2 separate regions of the Mus musculus genome follow, and region 2 is linked to region 1. Evidence: chromatin contacts called from public Hi-C data. All regions are on one chromosome and are shown on one strand. Each heading gives the region's core, a stretch centred on a gene start, on an enhancer-like site or on the middle of the called end of the contact. The rest is flanking DNA. Distances are from core to core; before and after follow the strand shown. Region 1 holds the start of Icam5 (intercellular adhesion molecule 5, telencephalin). Region 2 holds the start of Zfp653 (zinc finger protein 653).

What was found. A called contact is a pair of places that touch in the nucleus more often than the background predicts.
Region 2: a Hi-C map of B cells shows a contact between it and region 1, with 6 read pairs. The contact joins the promoter of Zfp653 here to the promoter of Icam5 in region 1. A contact is called at or near these places in 1 of 39 promoter capture datasets (liver) and 3 of 484 Hi-C or Micro-C datasets (B cells, embryonic stem cells and liver).

The regions. Positions count from the first base shown.
Region 1 is chr9:21,029,808-21,033,602 of GRCm38.p6, forward strand. It overlaps Icam5 (intercellular adhesion molecule 5, telencephalin), which reads left to right and starts at 2,231. Exons shown (of 11, transcript NM_008319.2): 1 at 2,231-2,404; 2 at 3,280-3,549; 3 at 3,688-3,795. The coding sequence starts at 2,323. Mir1900 (microRNA 1900) reads right to left here and starts at 2,521; the gene lies at 2,444-2,521. It overlaps Icam4 (intercellular adhesion molecule 4, Landsteiner-Wiener blood group), which reads left to right. Exons shown (of 3, transcript NM_023892.3): 1 at 1-16; 2 at 130-435; 3 at 575-789. The coding sequence ends at 687.
Region 2 is chr9:22,069,897-22,073,492 of GRCm38.p6, forward strand. Zfp653 (zinc finger protein 653) reads right to left here and starts at 1,480. Exons shown (of 9, transcript NM_177318.3): 1 at 1,153-1,480. The coding sequence starts at 1,445. It overlaps Ecsit (ECSIT signalling integrator), which reads right to left. Exons shown (of 9, transcript NM_001253897.1): 7 at 3,530-3,596; 8 at 3,086-3,191; 9 at 2,350-2,684. The coding sequence ends at 2,428. Gm16845 (predicted gene, 16845) reads left to right here and starts at 1,106. Exons shown (of 3, transcript NR_040407.1): 1 at 1,106-1,268.

The DNA.
Region 1 (3,795 bases), core at 981-3,480:
AGGATCACTGCTTACAGTGAGGGAGACCGGGGCTCAGGCCGGGCTGGGGTGAGGGGAGAGGGGTGGAGGAAGCGGATAGATGGTAATTGCTTTAAGGGGTGCCTGTGGGCCTTATCTCTCTTGCCTTAGAACGGCCCAGAAGCGTGATCTTGGAGCCTCCGGTCCTAGTGGGCCACAAGTACACTCTGCGATGCTATGTGACACACGTGTTCCCAGTGGGATTCTTGGTGGTGAGCCTGAGAAGAGGTGGCCGAGTGATTTATCATGAAAGCCTGGAGCGCTTCACCGGTTCAGATTTGGCTAATGTCACTTTGACCTACGTGATGCGGGCCGGACTCAACGACCTCTGGCAGCCACTCACCTGCCATGCGCGCCTCAATCTCGACGGGCTAGTGGTGCGCAGCAGCTCGGCACCTGTTATGTTGACAGTCCTCGGTGAGGCATCCTGTAATCCCAGGGAATGGGTGCGGGAGAGGGGATGTTGCCACTCCAAGGGGGCCTGCAGAACAGGCGTGGGCTCCACGCTTGGCGGTCCTCAGACCTCCTAGTTCCTGATTTTCACTCCTGCCCACAGCTTTAAGCCCAGCCTCTATAGCCTTGGCCTCTACCTCCATCGCAACCCTGGTGGGGATCCTCCTGGCTGTGGGGGCTGTCTACGTGCGCAAGTACCTGGCTGTGCAGACTTAGTTATAGATCTGTTTTCGATGCCTGACAAGAGGGAGGGGAAAAGAACTTCAGAGTAATTAATTCAGAGACTCTTATTGAAACAATAAAGTCTTCCTCCTCAGTCTCTGCCTTACGGTTCTTGGAGAAAGTGGTTTCTTTTTTAAGGTACCTTACTTTTTCCAAATTCCTTACGTAGGGGCTGAAGATTAGTAGATTAGAGGTAGTACTGGAGGAAACAACACCTTGAAATTTCTCCTTCAAGGCCAGCATGGGGTCCTAGAACCCGAGTTCCTCTGCGTAGAGTTTTGTTAGCTTTATTTGTGCGGGGCAGAAAGACTAAACTGACCTCCCCTCCAGGGCTGACTCTTGGTATGGCTTTTTCTGATTGGCTCCGCTGATACAGGCCGGAGCTCTGATTGGAGGCTAAGTTTCCCTTCTCCTCCCTCCTTTTCCACTACGGAGCCTGTGCGTTACTAGAGAAGGCCAGCGGGTGGAGCTAGACCTGATTCCCCAAGGTTATCATTAATTGGGGGGGGGGGGGGAGGTAGAAACACTCGAGTAGGCGGGGCCTTCTTCAAGTAGTAGAGGAAGCGGCTAACTAGATAGGAAATCTAGCATAGCAACAAGTTAAGAGATGATTGTTCAGGCCACGTGAGCTGTCACAGACTTGCTTCCTGGCGTTGTGCTTGTTGTCTCCGAGTCTGGTATGTATGTAGAGAGGGATGTCAAAGCTGGGGTCAAAGTGTCCCCAGTTGATCTTTTGGTCCAGCGTGAATTGCAGAATCTCGCACTAGTTACCCAGTAGAGGCGGCCACACTCCTGGCGAGGAGGGCGCAGAAGCTCTGCTGAGAGACTAGACACACAACAGCGTTGTAGACACATTCCCGCTGCACTCTGGGTAAATAAAGATCGGGTGCCGGAGTCGACTCTAATTTAGAAGCCTGCGAACGCTGCGCACACGCACACGTGTCCGAGTCTTGCTGGCACTTGATCCCCCTCTTCCTTCGCCGCGTGCGCGGAGGAGGTCTTAGGGGCGTGGCTCCCATACTTAGCCTGCTGGAGGTCAAAACGAAACCTCAGTTAAGGAAGGCATCCTCACATTCTCCTCTTAGAACCACATTTCCTGCATACTATTGACTCCCCAAGCTAATACAAGCAACCTCTCCATCCACCCTTGCTCAAACAGGCGCTGGTGGGAGGGACCGAGGATGGGCGTGGCTTGGAGACCCAGCGCGTTGTCTCAGACTCTATACCTATGGTGGTGGGTGTTTGGGCAGGGCCTCTCAGCATCCCTTCCCTCCTTCGCCAGGGATGACGCGGGAGAGCGTGGTCGCCCCCAGAAGGCTTTAGATCATTAGGCCGACCTCCATGTAGATCTTTCCCCCACGGGGGACCGCTCTTGCCTGGCTAGCTCGCCTGCATTAAGGCCTGGAGAAGCCCAGTGCGCGCTCGCCTCCTGTCAGCTCGCCCCCCATCACCGCCTCTGTCACCGCCCCCTCCTTAGAAACCAAGTTACCAACGTTTAAACCAATCCCTGGGCGCAATTCTGCCACCCCCACACTCCACCCGCTGCGCTGCGCGGTCCTCCCAGCCCCGCTCTCCATCACTCGCGCTCCCCTCGCCTTCTGTGCTCTCCCCTCCCCGGCAGCGGCGGCAATGCCGGGGCCTTCGCCAGGGCTGCGCCGAGCGCTCCTCGGCCTCTGGGCTGCCCTGGGCCTGGGGATCCTAGGCATCTCAGGTAAGAAGAGCCCGCCGGCGGAGCCAGGTGGATAAGGCGGGGGCGGAATTGAAGGACCAGAGAGGGCGGCCCGGGTGTCCCCTCCAGGCTCCGCCCTCTTCTAGCTTCCCACGCTTCTGCCACCACCTGGAGCTCCGGGCTTCTCCCTGTCCTTCCTCCACCCCAACACACCTCGATCTTTCAGATCGGAACCCAGCACCTTTTCTGAATTCGGGGTTTTGCACCCAACCTGGCTCAGGAGACACTGTGGCTCTCCTGTTCTCTCCTGCTCTGTCGTGTCCTATGGTTCACAGACTAGCATCATCCCTATTTATGATCCTCAAAGACCCTATCTCCTCAACTGTCATAACTCAGAGGCCCTGTTTCCCCTCCACCTGGAGCCCTGGCAACCGGCTTTCTAGGGCTTTCCTCACGGTTCCTTCCCGGAATCTAACCTTGTGGCTTTCTGTCCAAGTTACTCAAGTTTGGGGACAATCTCCTTTAAGCCTTTGACTCAGTCTCTCATTTCTACTTTGCTTTCGCCCCCAGCCTCGGTGTCTCTCCCCCCCATTTCCTGACGACCTGTCAGGGTCTTAAGAGTGACTTGGTTCCCCATCCCCCCAAATTGGAATCTCCTCCTCCTCACTATTGATGTGTTCATCTGAGACCCCATCCCTGCACCGAGCTTCCCCATCTCTGCCATAGGCAGCAAGGCTTCCAGAGACGCCCCTCTAAGAGTGCGTCAGTCCCGAATCTTGAGTGGGATGCGGGACTCCCGTGCTATTTCTTGGCGGTGGTCTTTCCTCGTCCTTACAGACACCCCTGGTTTGGGAGATGGGGGCCACTAAGATTTCAGAGATGGGGTCCCTAGGCTGAGCCCGCGTTTTCCTGGGCAGCGGTCGCGCTAGAACCTTTCTGGGCGGACCTTCAGCCCCGCGTGGCGCTCGTGGAGCGCGGGGGCTCGCTGTGGCTCAACTGCAGCACTAACTGTCCGCGGCCGGAGCGCGGTGGCCTGGAGACCTCGCTACGCCGAAACGGGACCCAGAGGGGTCTGCGCTGGCTGGCTCGGCAGCTGGTGGACATCCGAGAGCCTGAGACCCAGCCGGTCTGCTTCTTCCGCTGCGCGCGCCGCACACTCCAAGCGCGTGGACTCATCCGAACTTTCCGTGAGTACAGTGTGGACACGCCCCTTGGGTCCCTGGACCTCCCCCTAAAGCTCCGCCCACCCGTTCTCTGGTCCTCCTTCCTAGGCTTGTCCTGAGAGCACTACAGCTCGCTAAAGCCCAGGTTTTGGTCCCTTGCAGAGCGACCGGATCGGGTAGAGCTGGTGCCGCTCCCTTCTTGGCAGCCAGTGGGCGAGAACTTCACCTTGAGCTGCAGGGTCCCGGGAGCAGGACCCCGAGCGAGCCTCA
Region 2 (3,596 bases), core at 230-2,729, 1.0 Mb after region 1:
TATTTGAGATAGAGTATCGTTATGCAGCCCTGGCTGGCTGGAACTGTCTGTGCAAACCAGACAGATAATATCCAATCCAGTGTTCACACCATGCAGCTACTGGCTGGGGAAGCTGGGGCAACAGCTGGAGTCCCAGGGTGAGCTTTCCCTCCATGGCTTAGCATCCAGCTTGTCTTCCCACTGTGGACACCTGCACTGTGAGACAGCAGGAGTAACCTCTATTGGAAATGCTCCACCTTCTAGCTGTTCTTAAGGGCATGGGGTTTTTACTCTTGGGCACTTCTGCTGTCCTTGTCTCTTCCTGGAGGACACTGAGAGAGACATGCTTGAGTCTCAAACAGGAGAGGCCATCTACACTTTCAGAGCCTGCTTCTCAGTGTGGCAAGCTGCACATGACAGTTTACCAATAGGTCTGACAACTACAGCGTGGTGAACCATTCATGGTCTTAGTCTGATCCCTAGAGGGCACGTGGTAGAAGAGGACTAGCTCTGCAAAGCTGTCTTCCCACCTCCTTATGTGGGCCTACATACACCACACACGCACACATACACAAGAATAAAAGTGCCCTCACACCAAGCCTGGCACATGCCTTTAGTCCCAGCACTCAGGATGCACACAAGTAACCCTGACAAGGTTGTTGAAACAGGTGGCTGGGTTAAGGCTGCTTTCTTGTTGAGGATCCGGGTTTGGTTCCCACAACCTACATGGTGGTTCACAATGGTGGTTTCTGGGGATCCGACACCCTTTTCTGACCTCTGCAGGTAGTTCATGCACGTGGTACACATATATCCACGAAGGCAAGGCACTCATACGCAGAAAATCAGAGTGCCCAGCACCTTTGGAGGTTTACACCTGAGAGCCAGCCCCAGGCCAGGCCAGTGGAGGCGGGTCGACTCTTCAGACGGGCCAGTCGGAGCTTCCGAAGGCGGGCAGAGGGGTGGGGCACAGGCTTGCATTGGGTAGTCAATGGGTCGGAGGCGGAGCCGCGAGGAGGCGCGTGAGGGGTCTGGGTTGCCTAAGCCCGAGACCGAGGGCCGCCAGGCGGCCCGGGGGTGGGGCTTCACGCTCCGGGGGCGGGGCCGCTGCCCTTTTCGTCCCTCCCCCGGCTTCTTCTCTCCCTCCCTCCCTCTCCCGGCCCCGCGCCCCCTTACCCGTGGCGACCGCTACGCTGGCCACGCTCCAGCGAAATGAGGTAGGCGGCAAGTTTGGCGTCGCTCCAGCCGCTGCGGCGTCTCAGGTCCACCCAGGGGCCGTGCGCCTCGCCCAGGTACACGCGCCGCACGTCGTACTTCTTCCGGGACTCGAGCCGCCTCCGGGCCCGGTCCGACTCGGTGAGCCGCGGCCGGCCCCGCGCCTTTCTGCCTGCCGCGCCTTCCTCTGCCGCCGCCTCCCCGCCTGCGCCCGCCTCCGCCTCCGCCCCGGGCTCTGGAGCCCGCTCCGCCATCCCCCCCTCCCTGGTTACCGGCCTCCCCCGTTGTTAGGAGCCTCGACCGGAAGTGGCGCGCCTAGTCTGCGCCGCCGGGAGATTTCTCACAGGGTCTTCTCTGCCCGCGGCGCCAAACGGGGACAACTAGCCATAGCTGCGCATGCGCGTAGTCCGTCCGGCCCAGGCCATGGAAGTGCGTTCTGTTGACAAGTCAGTTATTTGGGAGGTAGAGGCACTGGGTACTGAAACTCAGGTAATCCTTGCCTCTCTATTGAATTCTTCGGCAATGTGATTAAAGATTTTTTCAAAAGGGCTGGAGAAATGGCTCACTGGTTAAGGGCACTCACTGCTTTTCCAGAGGACCTGCGCTCAAATTCAGCACCTACATGGCAGCTAGAACTGTCTGTAATTCCAAGATCTACCATTCTCACATAAACATATATACATGCAGAACACCAATGCACATAAAATAAAGGTAAATACATTTAAAAGATGTTTTTAAAGGCCAACAAGTCGGCTCTGCAGGTAAGGTGATGGCTGGCATACTTGACAATCTGAGTTACATTTCCGAGATTCACAGGGTCATATATCGGAACAGACTCCAGCAAATGGTCTTCTGACCTCCACACATCCCTCCCATACCATAAATATATAAATGGATTTTTTTTTTTTTTTTTGGTTTTTCGAGACAAGGTTTCTCTGTGTAGCCCTGGCTGTCCTGGAACTCACTCTGTAGACCAGGCTGGCCTCGAACTCAGAAATCTGTCTGCCTGCCTCCCGAGTGCTGGGATTAAAGGCGTGTGCCACCACGCCCATCTATAAATGGAATTTTTGAAAAGACAAGTTTAAAAAAGGGTCCCAAGGTGGTAAACCCAAAAGAGCCCATGCAGAACATACGAAGGGAAGCCACAGGGCCAGGGAAGAGGTTTTGATTTTTTTATTTTCTCCATATTATTTCATACCAGCCCAGTCTTTTCTCCTCATGCCAGCTCTATCTGACTCAACTTTGCCCCTGCTGCTGCTCTGCCTGAATGGTCTCATCATCTTCCTCAGGCCCCTTGGGAGGACTGTGGGGAGGGGACTGTCCCTCCAGCCTTGAAGTTGTCAGGAGCTCCCCCGTGGACCTGGCCAGGCGGAATACCACTGGGATCTGTGCCAGGGTTGGGTTGGTCTCCTGCAAGCCTTGGATCCACTTGATCAATGTTGCCTGATCATGGGCACCAGCCATGCACATGGCGAAGACAGGGCCTTCTGTCACTGTTAGGAGAAGAGTTTGTGTCTCACCACTGTGACGTACTCTGAGCACCTCCATGAGTTCACAGCCAGCTCCCTGTGCCACATAAATGTTCTACATTTCCCTTGGCCATGCCACCCGCTGCTCAGATACTATCAAGAGACTAAGTTTGAGCCCTAACTTGGAGGCTACCATGTGCCTCCTCCCAACTCCCCACATATAACTTGACTGTTCCCTGCTGACCTGAGGCTTGCGCGTATTCTGGTCACATCACTAGTCAGTATAGAATGCTCCTTAAAAGATAGTACAAAGGGGAGAGGGAGTAGCCAAGGAGAGGTACCCTGGGGGGCATATGACCCCTCATCCTGTGGAGCGTGGACAAATGGCCACCACACAGATGTGCTGTGTTGAGACCTGCTTTTACCTTCATCCACGTCAAACTCATAGTCGTCCCAACCACTCCTTGAATATTCCAGGTCCAGCTTCTGTGGGTAGTACAGCTCCCATTCTTCTGGGATCTCCTCTACTTTCTACCTCAGGCAAGAGAGCAGGCAGGATTAGAGGCCAGAACACAAAACCTGTCCCTCAGCTGAGCCTTCAGGACAGTGCCAGCCCCACCCCCAACACAGAATCTGTAGTTCTGGCTAATCTGGAAGTTGCTGTGTAGACCAAGCTGGCCTTAAACTCAGAGAGCTCGGCCTGCCTTGCCTTTTTTTTTTTTTTTTTTTTTTTTGGGTAAACATTTATGCATACCCCTGTGTAATTCAGAGGACAACTTGTAGGAGTGAGATCTCTCCTTCTACATGGGCCCTGGGGGTCAAACTCAGGTGGTCTGGCTTGGCAGCAAATGCTTTGGCCAGTAACTCACCTCTTCCTCAGGAGGTGGCAGGTCAGCTCTTAGGATGTGATAGTAGACACACTTATTACGAAGCCAG